2 separate regions of the Astyanax mexicanus genome follow, and region 1 is linked to region 2. A link is a contact called in public Hi-C data. All regions are on one chromosome and are shown on one strand. Each heading gives the region's core, a stretch centred on a gene start, on an enhancer-like site or on the middle of the called end of the contact. The rest is flanking DNA. Distances are from core to core; before and after follow the strand shown.

Region 1 (6,744 bases), core at 1,639-4,138, 210 kb before region 2:
GCCACCATATTTCTTTTATGATGAATGAACTGCACTTACCTGAAGCATGCCCAGACAGCCAGGAGATCAGTGTAGCCTCTGCTGTACTGTGTAATCTGATGTAAATGGAACAGTGGATTACAATTTACAACGTAGAGCTACACTGCATCATGTTTAGAATTTATACCAGCTGAGTACTAATAGCATATGCATTATATAAAGTGGACATCTATTTTTCTTGCATTTAAAATTACCTGCCCTGGATGTGTGTGTGTACTACATCTGGGTCATATTCAGAATATAGTGCCTTTTGGTGTCTCATAACTTTAAAAGAAAAGATGTATCCTTGTTTAGACTACACTAAAATTATATTTTACCAACTTAATCACTGTTTAAGCTCACTTTCTATTTCTTTATTTTTAATTTAGCAAAAAATGCTGATTTCAAGAAAATATTGGACTTGTTTCATGGTAAGGTTGTCTGTTTTGTTAAAAATTAAAAATGCATTATAATTTTCTAAAATAATTTTCATTACCCTGCTTTTTTACCATGGCAGGGTGGCTTAAGCCAATATAATGAATATTAGGTGGAAATAAATATTATTAATTGCTGAACATTTAGCAGCAAGTGTCTTCAGTCCCTTAGAAGTAAACCAGTATAAAGTTTGTGATATCACTGTTGTAAAAGGTTAGGCTGTAAAATAGTTATTTAAATAATAAATAATGATCTAATTTATTAAAAATATCTTCAAAACTCTTTCTATACAAGTTGCCATTTAACCACTTGATGTAACAAAAATAACAAAACAATTATATAACTTATATTTTAACATTTTGTTCTAGAAGTCAGGTTGGAACTAGTTCAGTTGAACATTAAAACCTTTAATTTTAAAGCATCTGAATGGTTAAATAGTTAAAACAGAGCTGTAGAACCAAAAACTACACTTTTAAAGGTGCTAGTTTTATTTCCAGCACTAATAAATTCTAGAAATGGGGTCAAGGATGTTTAGTATGTGTCACTTATAAATGAGTTAAAATGACTGAGAATGTGCTGTAAAGATCTTTACACATCTTTTACACATACATCAGTATGTGGCCAGTGGGGTCACAAATGTGACAAACATGTCACCATGTTTTCTTTCTTGTTTTTTTTTTTATTAAATATGTATGAAAAAGTACTTTTAACTATTGCAACAGACACAAAAGGCATGTTATACTGATACTGACCCATCTGTTTGTTGCCTAAATGCCTTAAGACTAATGTGTGTGCTTCAGTGGAGAGGATTTTAGGCTTTGTATATGCAGATACAGCAATGGCATGTACTGTAAGTGGATGTAATACATGTATGTGAGACCTTACTTTTTATACTGAAAGTGAAATGTATGTTTTGCAAAAATATATGGACTATCTAAAGCTATATGACTCTTCCCATTGTTCTTTTTGTGCTGTTTAAAGGTGCATTGATAGATCTTGACCAACAGGTGGAGACAAACACACATTAATCTGCAGATTCTATGTACTGCTTAATGGAAGGCCAAATTTCATCATATTAACCATCAAACTGAGTATAATTAACATTTCTTTTAGGTATTTGATTAAAATTGAGCTGGTATGCAAAGGCAGGCCTATTTAACAGAAGTGTAAGTGTTTTTTTCAGCTGACCAGGGAACTGAACATAAAGGTGCCACACATTCTACAAGGTAGAAGTGTAAAATGAGGCTGTATAAGAGCAGTGTGATTCGTGTATGTGTGTGTGTGTGTGTGTGTGTGTGTGTTAAGGGGATTGGAGTGTGATTCATACACGTGTGTGGGTGTATGCAGTGAACTGCCTCTCGTGCTGAAGCACATTTACAGAGCAGGGTATTGCATTAACATGGCCTGCATAAAAAGACCTGTTGGGGTGTGGAGATGTTGCAGAGTGCTGCTCATGAGTGAAAGCAGATGAGAAACTGACTGCTGTACGAGAGGATCTGGGTACACAACAAACTGCATACAATCTTCTTTATTTATTTTTTTTCCATAAAATATTGGTGTAAGTTTGCATCACCAATTAAAAAAATATTATTTTTAAGAAATAAGAAATGTTGCTGAAAATCCTAATTGTAATAATAGAAAATAATTTAAAAATTTAAAGTAAAACTGTCAAAATATAATGAATAAAAATACATTTCCCTGAACAAATTTTTTAAATCAATATTTTCTGTATACAAATCAAACACTTAGTATCCTCCAAACTTTATTTGTCTATTTTTTTTAGCATGTAATTTTTTGGTTTATTCCTGTTATTAATATGAAATTATGAAGTGGAAAAAGAGTGGACAGACAGCAGAAGTGTCCTGCAGAATTTTTTTAAAACGCTTAAAAGATTTCAGAATGTAAATATGTTTTTTTTTTATTATTAGTGTTTATCACCTACACTTTTGTGTTTGGGTTACATAAGCTATTTTGCAAGACTTAAAGTTCTAGTGAAACTAGCAAATATAAAATATTACAAATGTTTCTATGATTTGGGTGATAGAAACCAGATCTGCCTCAGTTGTTCTTGATTTATAACACTGGGAGATAAAAGCCAGACATCACTGGTTGATCTCATGAGTTAAAATGCATTAATGTACCAATGGTCTCAAATTTATTCTACCTCTTTTGCAGCATGGAAATAAAATATTTTTTTAATCAGCAGTATGTGTTCTTTTTTTTCTCTTAAGAATACATTAATATACTGTCATATAAGCTATAGATCAAACCGCAGCACTTAGAAGCAGAAAGCATAAGTGAACAGGCTCCTCTGGCGTGGACCCCGGGACCCCTGACCCTGACTCTTTCAGGCTGCATTATCCTCTGCAGTAAATGTGCCTGACAGATTTAGGATGGGGATCAAAGCGTGGAGGAGATTGGCTTTGAGGTAGCAAAAGCTTCGCATGTCAGAAGGCCCAGAGCCTCGACCCGTCATCACGGCTGCATAAATCTGCCCCTGTGTTACTGTCAGCATGTGGACATGTGTCAGAACCACGCAGGCCCACCGAGAGATCAAGTGCGCCAGATGTTGCCTTTCCACCCAGGCCTTCGCAAGATGTGGACTAAACACTGAATGCACGCTCAACTGAGCTGAAATACACTGCATTGTGCAAAAGCACTGGATTAGTTTGTTTAATTGGATTAACTTGAGCAAAACTGCACAGTTTGTCACAGTGTATTAAAATGACCATTACTTTTGCGTAGAAGTTTATTAACGGAAAAGGCTTTTGCTGATGTGTTACTCTCAGCGTGTGGATACATGTCAGAACCATGCTGGCCCACTGAGAGCTCCAATACACCAGATGTTAGCTTTCCAGAACAGAACTTTATTGTCTTTTCAGGACATCTTCCAAACATTAAGTCCTGTTCTGTGTTCTGAACTGACCCCAAGTTTAGAGTATTGCGCAGTACCACTGGATTAGGTGCTGTAATTGTATTAAATGATGGTAACAAGCAGATTTAGTCAAAGTTGATTAAGACAGCCATTACTCTTGTGAGGAAACTGCTCTGGATTTCGTTACAGCTTGTTTACTTCCTTTCTTATCCGCCACTAATCTGTGGAAAAGAATCAGCTTGAGCATAAATCACTGTAGCCTTTGATCAAGATGTTGTGACACATTTACTTTCAGGCTTTTTACTAAATGTTGAAATTACTAAATTGCTGTAGAGATTTGATTAGATCAAACAGAAACATCTCATCTTAAACATATTAGAAGCTCACTGTATAGCCAATGCGCAGCAGCACAGTAGATTTCAACCTCTACATTTAAACTGCCACTAAAACCCCATGATTTTAGCTGACTCCACCTTCAGCTCAAATTTGAAAAAGGCAAAAAAGAAAAAATGGGGGGATAGTTTGCGGGGAAACTGGGTGATGTATGGGTTTAGAAGCAGGGCAGGAGGGAGACCCGATTGGCTGAGCTGCATCATCAGCACCAGTGTCTCTCTGATAGCAGTGAGAAGCAGATGGTTGGACGTCAGCAGGAAGAGGGCGGCATTATTGGTTGACTGATTGATCTGCATATTGTGATATTGTGTGTATGTACCAAAGCACACAAAATAAAAACGATAGCACAGTTGATCCCTAGAGGGAGCTGCAGAGGCAAAAATTACCACAATAAAAGTGTTTTTTTTAAAGGTTACGAAATGATAATAAAAAATTAAAGCAAGACTGGTGTGTTTCATTACTTTAAAGGAACACTCAAAAACATTACAATGTAACTTTCATCAGATGTGAAGAAAATTTATTTTTATTTTAAGTCTCTGAAGTGTTATTCTATTGGTCTATTAATAATCTTAATATTTTGACACACTGTAAAGAACAGCTGCTGTGTTTAAATGATGTAAATAATATTTTTTTCACATTTAGTTTTTGATAGTAATAAATATTTTAAATAAAGTAAATAAAGTAATAAACTTTGAATAAAGAAAAGCACTAAGACTTTCCAGACACTGTTTGACACTAATTGTCTGGACTAGAGTATTGAAGTCTTGATAAAACAGCTTAAACTGAAGAACCCATAGTGCTGAATCTCAGATAATTCTGGAGAGTGTGTTTATTTTGGGTTTTAGCAGTTAGGTGTTGATTTTCTCTTAAGGAAACCCACTGATCCAGGGATATCTTATGTTAGTGCAGCACTACAGTGTTTGCTTCAGCTACTCTCGTGACTTTTAATGATTTATTGGTTTACTCATGGGTTCATTTGTCTAGTTAGTGCTTGGCTAGGAGAGGCTATTTTTTTCTCCTGATGAAACTCTACTGTAATGTACTGCTTTGTTCTCTCAGTCCCAGTTCTCCTTCAGGCCCTGTGGACTCGTGTTTTGTGGAGATACAGATCATGGCACAGTGTCCACACACTATTTCTAATTACTTTATCCAGTCACTGAATCAGTGAACCCTTTGCTAATACAGGAGAACAGATGTATATACAGCTTGTAAAAAAATCTCCAATGAAAAGTATCCTACTGCCAACAACATGAGTGTAAGCTTTCAATGCCCATCGAGAAACACATAATGCCCCCTGGCTGTGGGCAGTAAATCACTGTAACTCAATTCTGTGTGATGATAAAGTGCCATTCAGAACTACTGTTATATGTCTTGAGATAACGTTAAAGAAGAAGAGTAAATGGAGTATGGAACAGAAAGCAAGTAAAAAAGTGTCAAAGAAGGACTGTTAAATAGATAAATAAAAGTAATATATATATATATATATATATGTTTTCCCCATTTTTTCTAACTTTCTCCAATTTAACTAGGCCAATTATCTTAGTTATTCAGCAGTATATTCCCTATCACTAACACATGCTTCCTTCAACACATGTGAAGTCAGCCACTACTGCTTGGAGGAAAGTGCAGCGACTACAATGGTTCCAATACATCAGCTCACAGACGCCTTTTGTTGATCAACATCACCCTTTGGAGTAAAGAGAGGAAAGAGTGCCATCTACCCACTCAGAGAGAGAGCAAGGCTAAGTGCCTCGTGCTCTCTCAGGGCTCCGGCAGCTGATGACAAGCTGCATGACCAGGATTCGAACCAGCAGTCTCACGATCATAGCTGCAGCGCTTAGCCCGCTGGACCACTTGGTGCCCCAGGTACATAATATTTATGTAATAAATTATATTTATGTAATATAAATAATATATAATGTTAAAAAAAAAATTACAGATCTACTCTAATCACAAGCACACGTAAACATAAATTGCAAATAAAAATATTGTCACCTAGAGGATATTTGCAGAAAATGAGAAATGGCTACAATGTAGAGCTTTCAGACCTCAATGATGCAAAGAAAACAAATTCATAATTATAAAGTTTTAAGAGTTCAGAAATCAATATTTGGTGGAATAACCCTGGTTATTAATCACAGTTTTCATGCATCTTGGCATGTTCTCCTCCACCAGTTTTCCACACTGCTTTTGGATAACTTTTTGCTACTTCAGTTCAGTTTGGTTTGATGGCTTGTGATCATCCATCTTCCTCTTGATTATATTCCAGAGGTTTTCAATTTGGTAAAATCCAAGAAACTCACAATTTTTAAGTGGTCTCTAAATTGTTTCTCCATAGCTGTATTTACTTTATTTATATGTATTTAAAGAGCATCATCTGCTAGTTTTTAGTAATTTTACGAATATTTTTTTAAAGTAAATACTGTAGCTCTATGTGTCTCATAACAATAAGAAACTTGTATGTAGAACGATAAGCTCTAAAAAATACAGAAAAAGTGAACCCTTGCACTGACTGGGTTTCTGCACTGTGCCAGTTGGAAAATAAACTTAACATAAACATAACATAAACTCAGTCATTACTATCATTAAGTCTTCATATTAAAGCCTGTAAACTTTGTCTTTATGTAATTATTGCTCATTTAACCCTTGTGTGGTGTTCATATTTTTGTTGCTTGTTTACTTTGTTACTTGTATTTAATTCAGCAAAATTAAGCAATTTTACATTAAAATGCTTTACACATGCTTGCTTCACCTAAATCGCAAGCAATATAAACAGCTTACATGGTTAATATTTGCCCTTTACCTTTCTTATGTTACATTTCTTTCAAAAAGTGCTACTCTTTTTTTTATTAGTTTTTTAATAAAATGTAAAAGAAAATGAATTAAACTCAAGATATGAGTAGAACATTTGTTTAGTTTCAAATTTACAAATGAAGCAATGTTTGTTAGCCCTTGGCCAAACATAATGTATGTAATATAAATGTGTGTGTGTGTGGGGGGGGGGGACCTGAACACCACACAAG
Region 2 (6,910 bases), core at 1,649-4,148:
AGCGAAGTGGGATCACCATTTCCAGACTACTGGGACAAGGTTAAAAACCTTCCATGGAATTCATAGACTCCTTCTTCTTCTTGGAGAACTGTGCCATTCAGTCATTGCCATGCCATGGTTCAAAATCAGACATCACCCTCTTAAGTGGACTGGTTTCCAGCCTGAAAGATAAAGGAAAAAGATAACAAATGATGAAAACTGGAGTCTGGTCACTCTGATTCATATGAACTGTATTATAGGAGTATTATAGTGGTCACTGTATGGAAAATAACTGCAAAACCATGAACACCATGGATTCATCTTAAAAAAAAACATTAGCCTAATGAATTGCTGTATATTCATTATTAACAAGTGACCCAAATGGACTAAGACACTGAAACAGGAGGAGAATGCTCTCCAGAGGACATAGATCAAATATGTTGTGCATGTCGTTTAATTGAATAGGCTACATAAGCTTTCTCCAGTCAGTCACATAGCTAAACTATTCTAAATGAGATTCTATCGAGGTTTAAAAATCACAGGGGTTCTTTATAACAGATCTGACAAATCAATTCTGATTTTATTGCAAATAACGATGGAATAAAAATGAACATGTCTCGTGCCAACTGCTGCATCTTCTGAAACAATGAAAAGGTGCTGTGTTCAGATATTGCCATACCTTGACTGTTTTTATTTTAACTTATTTTTATGCTCTTTTTTGCCTCATACAAATGTGCTCTTACAGTCTATGTTGTAGGTTAGGCTGAAATATAGAGTGTAAATATATACAGCCAGACACCACTTGACTATTTATTGCTGATTTTCTTTAAAGGGTTACAGTTATTTTTGATATTATGATATTATGGTGTTTTGAGGTCATATGTAAAACAAAAGTGACTGAATGTGGTGATGCACATAGATGGACCAATATTTTTTTTTTTCCTTTTATTTTTAGTTTTTAACATTTTACATAGAGTTGAGCGTTGCAGCTCAAACTACACACTATAAGTTGAATCCTGAAATGTCTCCCCCATTTTTGCCCAGCTGGCACCAGATGATATTTTGACATTTGGAGAATTTGGGAATTTAGCTGAAAATAAAAAACAGGTTAATGTAAAAAAAAAAAAAACAACGTTGAACAGATGTTGAAAAATTCACAAGTCACAGAACAATCAAAAACCAGTAGTAAATTTGGGTTACTTAACACCATGATCTGAAACCAACAAAATATCAGCATCTAATAATGATAAAAAATTGCAGATGTTTGGTTTGGGGTTTTGGTCGCTATACCTCTTAATATATATAACACATCAATGTTCGATGGTGGCTTGGCAAATATCAACGTCAGCTGTCATCACAATTCTGCATCTTTGACTGTTGCAATATTGGTGTAGGTTGGTGGCCAGCTGGGTGCCCTCTCTGAAAATTACAAAGTTTACAATTTAGTCTGTTTCCTTTAGTATTTTTCTCTCTGTAATGCCCCCAAACGAATCTGTCTATAGATCATTGCCTTGTCTCTGTATCACACATTCATCAAATGGAACAAATACAGTATGAATATTGGATAAAACTCGAGTATGTCTAACCTGTAAAGATGAATGCCCCCATCATAAACTGTGTCTGAATCTCCTGTAAGAAAGTGTGTTCGGTGAAAAAAGAAGTCACACCGAGGAGCCACCGAGTACATACTGCATGTGCATTCTTAGTGCATCTTCTTTATTGTCTGTGTTTTGTGTGAGGTCACTCCCTTGCCCTGAGCAAAAGAGATGTGAATATTTTTTATTTTGTTTTACTTATACCAAGATAAATATGTCCGCCCCCCTTTTTTGCGTATTATAAAACTGTAATCTTTTGTACAAATATCCCCCACCCCACCCTCCTCAAATGTATGATGTTTCAATGCAATACAAAGCTGTGTCCATCAGATGGCACTCCCACCACCTCCTGCTGCAGGCCTGTTCCATGTTGGGCTGGAGACAGGAGGAAAGGAGGGAGTTGGGAGCTCATATAACTGTCAATGGGTGTTTCTGGCATGCATTCGGTTGTCTAAATAAATATTTCCTCTACCACTCTAGGGTTGTCCTTTTATATTTGCAAGTGCTTTGGTTTCTTGTGCAGTTTATGAAGCACAGTGAGTGAGGCCTACCTGTGGAAAGGCCCTGACACTCATCCATATGCAGCTCTGTGTGTCTGATAACTTATAAAATTAGCTGTAAACAATGTCAATAGTTATTGCTAAAGGCTACAATACACACAATACACAATTTTAGCTCAGATTTCCAGTAGATCGCAGACAAAAACCTCTAAAACAAAAATAGAACTCATTGCTAACGCTAGCTTGGCTATAACCACAGCTTGATTTGGAATGACTGGTCGAGCAGCCAAACAAAAAGCGGGTATATTCCAAGATGACAATGTCAGGATTCATGGGTCTGGAATTGTAAGAGTGATTCAGGGAGCATGAGATCATTCTTTTTTTTCATGGTCTTTTGGCGCCATCATGTGGCACATTTGAGCTTTTTTTCTTAGGTAGAAATCTGGGTTTATGGGGGCAAGAGTTTTTTTTTTTTAAGTTATTTTATTTTCAAACTATACATATGAATCAGCTTAGATGTACATAAAAGTAGTACAATAAAATAGTGGATCAAATTTTAAGTCATGTGACTGGAACTTTTTAAACATTAATTAATTACAATGTTTACACAGCCTGGTGACGCTCACACTCACTCACTACCGCTTTATCCTATCCCAGCCGGCATCGGGCGGAAGGCAGACAGGGGTACACCCTAGACAGGACGCCAGTCCATCGCAGGGTAGACAGACACAGAAAAACACACAGACACAATCACTCACACACTCACACCTAGGGGGCAATTTCAATCAATCCGCAGGAAACCCACGCAGACACGGGGAAACTCACTCCACATTCCCAGCCGGGGATTAAACCCATGAGGCGGAAGTACCACCGTGCCGCCCGCCTGGTGACACCTTACTTTTTATTCATGTTCAAGCTCTCACTTACACACACACACACGATGTCCTTTTTTCTCTTTCTAAGTGGTTAAAGGTGGAATATTGAGCTAAACTATAGATTGTAGCATTTATTTCCCTTATTAAAGCTCTCGGTTAAACTTAGCACATTACAATGTTCTCATTAAAAAAACACCAAACTGCTCAGAGATAACATTATAAAGTGAAAAAGGATCTTGTCTGCCAGAATACACCATTCCCCCTCTGAAAATACAGGGAAGTACCAGCATTTAAAACATGATTAAATCACAGAACACTGTTGTGACAAATATTTTTATTATATATATATATATACACATTTAACTATCCATTGTTATTAGCTTAGCCTTATGGAAAAGAAAATGTGAAATTTAATGGATTAACATGACTATAGAAAATGTATTATTTATTTGGGAATGATCTTTGATGTCAAAGGTGGTTAAAAAGCTGTCCACTAAAAACATACCATAGCTAGTTTGTGACCAGCATGTTGGATTTGTTATGCTGGCTGTTTAGCCTCAAGCTGATTAGCTAAAGCATCAAACTAAAGCAAAAACCTATACTGGTCAAGTGCTGAACTTGTCAACTATTTCAACTAGCTTGACTTGTTTAAGTGTGAAACTATGGCTGATTTATGATTAATGTGGTCGACAGTTCTTTTTTACAAACGTATATTAAAACTGCCATTACTCTAATTACTTCTCATTAAATCTCTAACCTACTAATTTAAGAGTTTGTATTAGTAATGGGGACAATGAATGTAATTTTGCAGTTCCTCTGTTTAAACACTAGATGGTAGACTGTACCCTTTAATAACCAGTGACAGCACTCAGAACACTGCAACAAGATCTGATCAGAGATTGAGGCTTTAAATTTCTTAAATGCTACAGGCCTACATATAACAAACATATAAACAGCACAAAAAGTAAGGAAATTTGTGTTTGGTTGAATATTTTTTTGTGACAACGTTCTTGCCAATAAATCTTATATCGCTGGAAAACTGAGCCACATTTGTTAGGAACGTGAAACCATGAAAACACTTACTGACAACTGTAGCAGGCCCCACGCGCACAGGTGCTGCCAATCAGACACTTGATTGGCAGAATCTAGGAGTTTTAAAAGCCTGAAACTGTGTCAATACAAGAGGAGAAATGGCACATTTTTTCATGTGCACAACCCACATACTGGGTAGCTCTGCTTCTCAACTCACAGATGCATGTTGCTTAAACACTGTGGCCCTATTTAAAAGGGAAATTAACAGGTTTTCCATTGGTATAAGTTGTATTTCCAATAAGCTGTTACAGCAAGGGGAAAAAAATCTACCAAACTAAAATGTCCTTACTTTTTGTGCTATGTTTATAACTCTATACTAGTCAAGAGCTAAGCTTAAGTATAAGCATAGAAGTATTCTCAGGACTTGTGTGTGTCTACAGTGTGTGAGACTGATAGAGAGGGAGAAGAGAGAAGGAGAGAGAGAGGATGTGTGTGTGTGTGTGTATATGTGTGTAGGTTTGAGAGACACTCATCCTGATGGGAGGGAAATTAAACAGCCCTAAATCCTCCCCAATATTACTTACACAATGCACAGTGTCACTCAGAGGCCCGGCCATGTGTAAACTTGTGGCCTTGTCTGTGTGTGTATGCGTGGATTTGTCTACTCACGACTCAAAGAGCTCCTCAGTCTCTCTGAGTCACACACAGCAGCTCTAAGGATTCAGGGTAAAAAAAAAAAGGAGATTCAGGTCAGCCTGAAGATAAATGAGTCTCCCCACTCAACTCCACCCACCCCCATCACCCACTGTCTTAACCACTCTTTCTTTCTCTTGCTCTTTTTTGTCGTTTTCAGTATTTGTCTATTACACTCTAAGGCCCAATCCCATTTCTAATTTGTAACCCTTTCATTGGTCCAAATTTAGAAGGTGAATTGGGACAAATCTCAAGAACCCAATATAGATTTAGCTAAAGCAGTGGAGCACTAAAGTTTAGCAACCTAACTGCTGGTTGGTTAACTACTTAACTTTAGGGCTTTATCATATGTCTTCATTATTTCTCTGTAAAGAGGAGATTAAATGAGTTTTTATTTTACCATTCCACCTTAAATGCTGCAGCCTCTGCCGCCATCTGTTGCACCATTTAAGGTGGAACAGGAAAATTAGCTAGATAGCTAGCTGCTTAGACAAACGGCTATAAACATTGGAACTACACAGTAAAATGTGATAATATAATGCTATAATAATGCTAAATACTACATTTTAAGTTTAAAAAAAAAAAGTTTCTTTGGTTGATTGTGCCAATGGTATTTTGCCAGTAATTTCTAATTTCCCTCTGTTTTGATTGTGAGATGACATGAAAGGTCATGTAGCCCTAATATTCGGGACTAAATGTTACAGCCAGGGTTGCCAGGTCCAAAACAATATCCAGCCCAAAGTCAGTCTAAAACCTGCGCCCTTCAGGAGCTTAAACTAGCCCAATATATATGCCTGTCACACAGTCGAAAAAAATGTCAAAATTTTGTATGACTTGGTATTTGTTTACAAGGGATGTATAACCAGTATTGCTATTTACCTTAAAGTCATCAATAATATTGTAACATTAGTCAGAAACATTTAATAGTAACAATTAGCAAAAAAAAAAAAGAAATCTCTACACTTTAACACTTTTTGTCATTTCATTTTCATTACCATACAGGTATTTTACAGTCTAATCTAAAATGAAAAAGCTGAGTGTGAAAAGAAGAATAAAAGCTTCACTTTGGCCTTGACTTTTCGTGATGAACTGCATGATAAATGTCAAAAATGAAATAAAAATGAAATAGTGACTTTTTTTTTTTCTATTTTATTATTACTTTTTGCGGCCGCGGTAAGGTTTTTAAAGTAGCTCAAAAAACGCACCTGGCAGCTCTGCCTGCAATCTCCTTTTCCAGACCATCACCATTTTTACTCTCGACCCTCCCAGGCCCTAGTGTCCACCGGCTACGTTTAGAAGCTGTTCTGAGCTCTGTTATTGTCTATTTAGCTCTCGTTTAGTGATGCAGTGATGTCCACGAGGCCTGAGAAGACATGTTGCTTCTACTTTGTCCGCTTGGGGGTGTACAACATCACCTAACAATGTTTAGCATCCGCTCTAAAAAAAAAAAGCCAACGTTTAAATTATTTTTATTTTAGGTATTGCTGAGCTTACCACCTAAGGGGACACAAACTTGTACATGGTTAAATTTATATTTAAAATAAATCTAAATTTGGAGTTGAGAGTTGTATCATCCTGAAAGTAAAATAAAAACATTCTGGAAAATTCATTGTTAAATTTAATCAATTCTGCATGAAGAGGTTAAATTGCTTGAGGTTGTTAAGTAATATGTCTTTTTATAGCTTTTTTTCTGCATTTTTTTAAATAAGAGTTTTTTTTATGGTGGATGTTACATTTACTGTTAGGTAGGAGTGTGTTCTAAACTAACTGAGATACATTCAAATTAGCTTGTTTGGGAAAACCCATTGCCTGGCAATAGTGGAACTTTATAACTTTATAGCCATATGTCTGACTAAACAGATTAAAAACAGATTAAAAAACAACAGCAGCCTCCAACCCTACCTCCTGAAAAAGGGTTTCTCAGTTTGTTCTGTCCTGCACCCAACTATATCCAGCTCATAATATCCTCAGCTGAGTGAGTTCACAGCTTCACTGTCCTCCTTCACTGTGAGAGTGTTTTTCAGAACATCAGTGTAGCTGCCTGTAAGTCATTTTTATGGCTTTTTCGTACATCTCTAATGCCCTGGTTTTCACCTTGTATAAATACGAGGCTTGTAACGTGTTTGCCTGCAAATACATTCTGTGTCAGCAGAGTTAGGAGTGCCCCAAGCCAGCTCAGCTCAGAAAGTCTCCTTCTAATGCTTCACAGACTTCCACTCACCACAGGGGACCACCA

Evidence for each region. Hi-C and Micro-C count contacts between places; a contact is called where the count stands out from the background.
Region 1: a Hi-C map of muscle shows a contact between it and region 2, with 18 times the contacts expected there. The contact joins two enhancer-like sites. A contact is called at or near these places in 2 of 3 Hi-C or Micro-C datasets (both in muscle).

The regions. Positions count from the first base shown.
Region 1 is chr2:8,984,710-8,991,453 of AstMex3_surface, reverse strand. It overlaps tspan11 (tetraspanin 11), which reads left to right. Exons shown (of 9, transcript XM_022671208.2): 9 at 1-1,396. Among protein-coding and RNA genes, the nearest start is that of tspan11, 35 kb to the left of the region's middle. Within about 2 kb of position 2,888, the one cell type or tissue checked has an H3K27ac peak away from gene starts, as active enhancers do.
Region 2 is chr2:8,769,824-8,776,733 of AstMex3_surface, reverse strand. sema3aa (sema domain, immunoglobulin domain (Ig), short basic domain, secreted, (semaphorin) 3Aa) reads left to right here. Exons shown (of 17, transcript XM_007252404.4): 17 at 1-1,109. Among protein-coding and RNA genes, the nearest start is that of pcloa, 18 kb to the right of the region's middle. Within about 2 kb of position 2,898, the one cell type or tissue checked has an H3K27ac peak away from gene starts, as active enhancers do.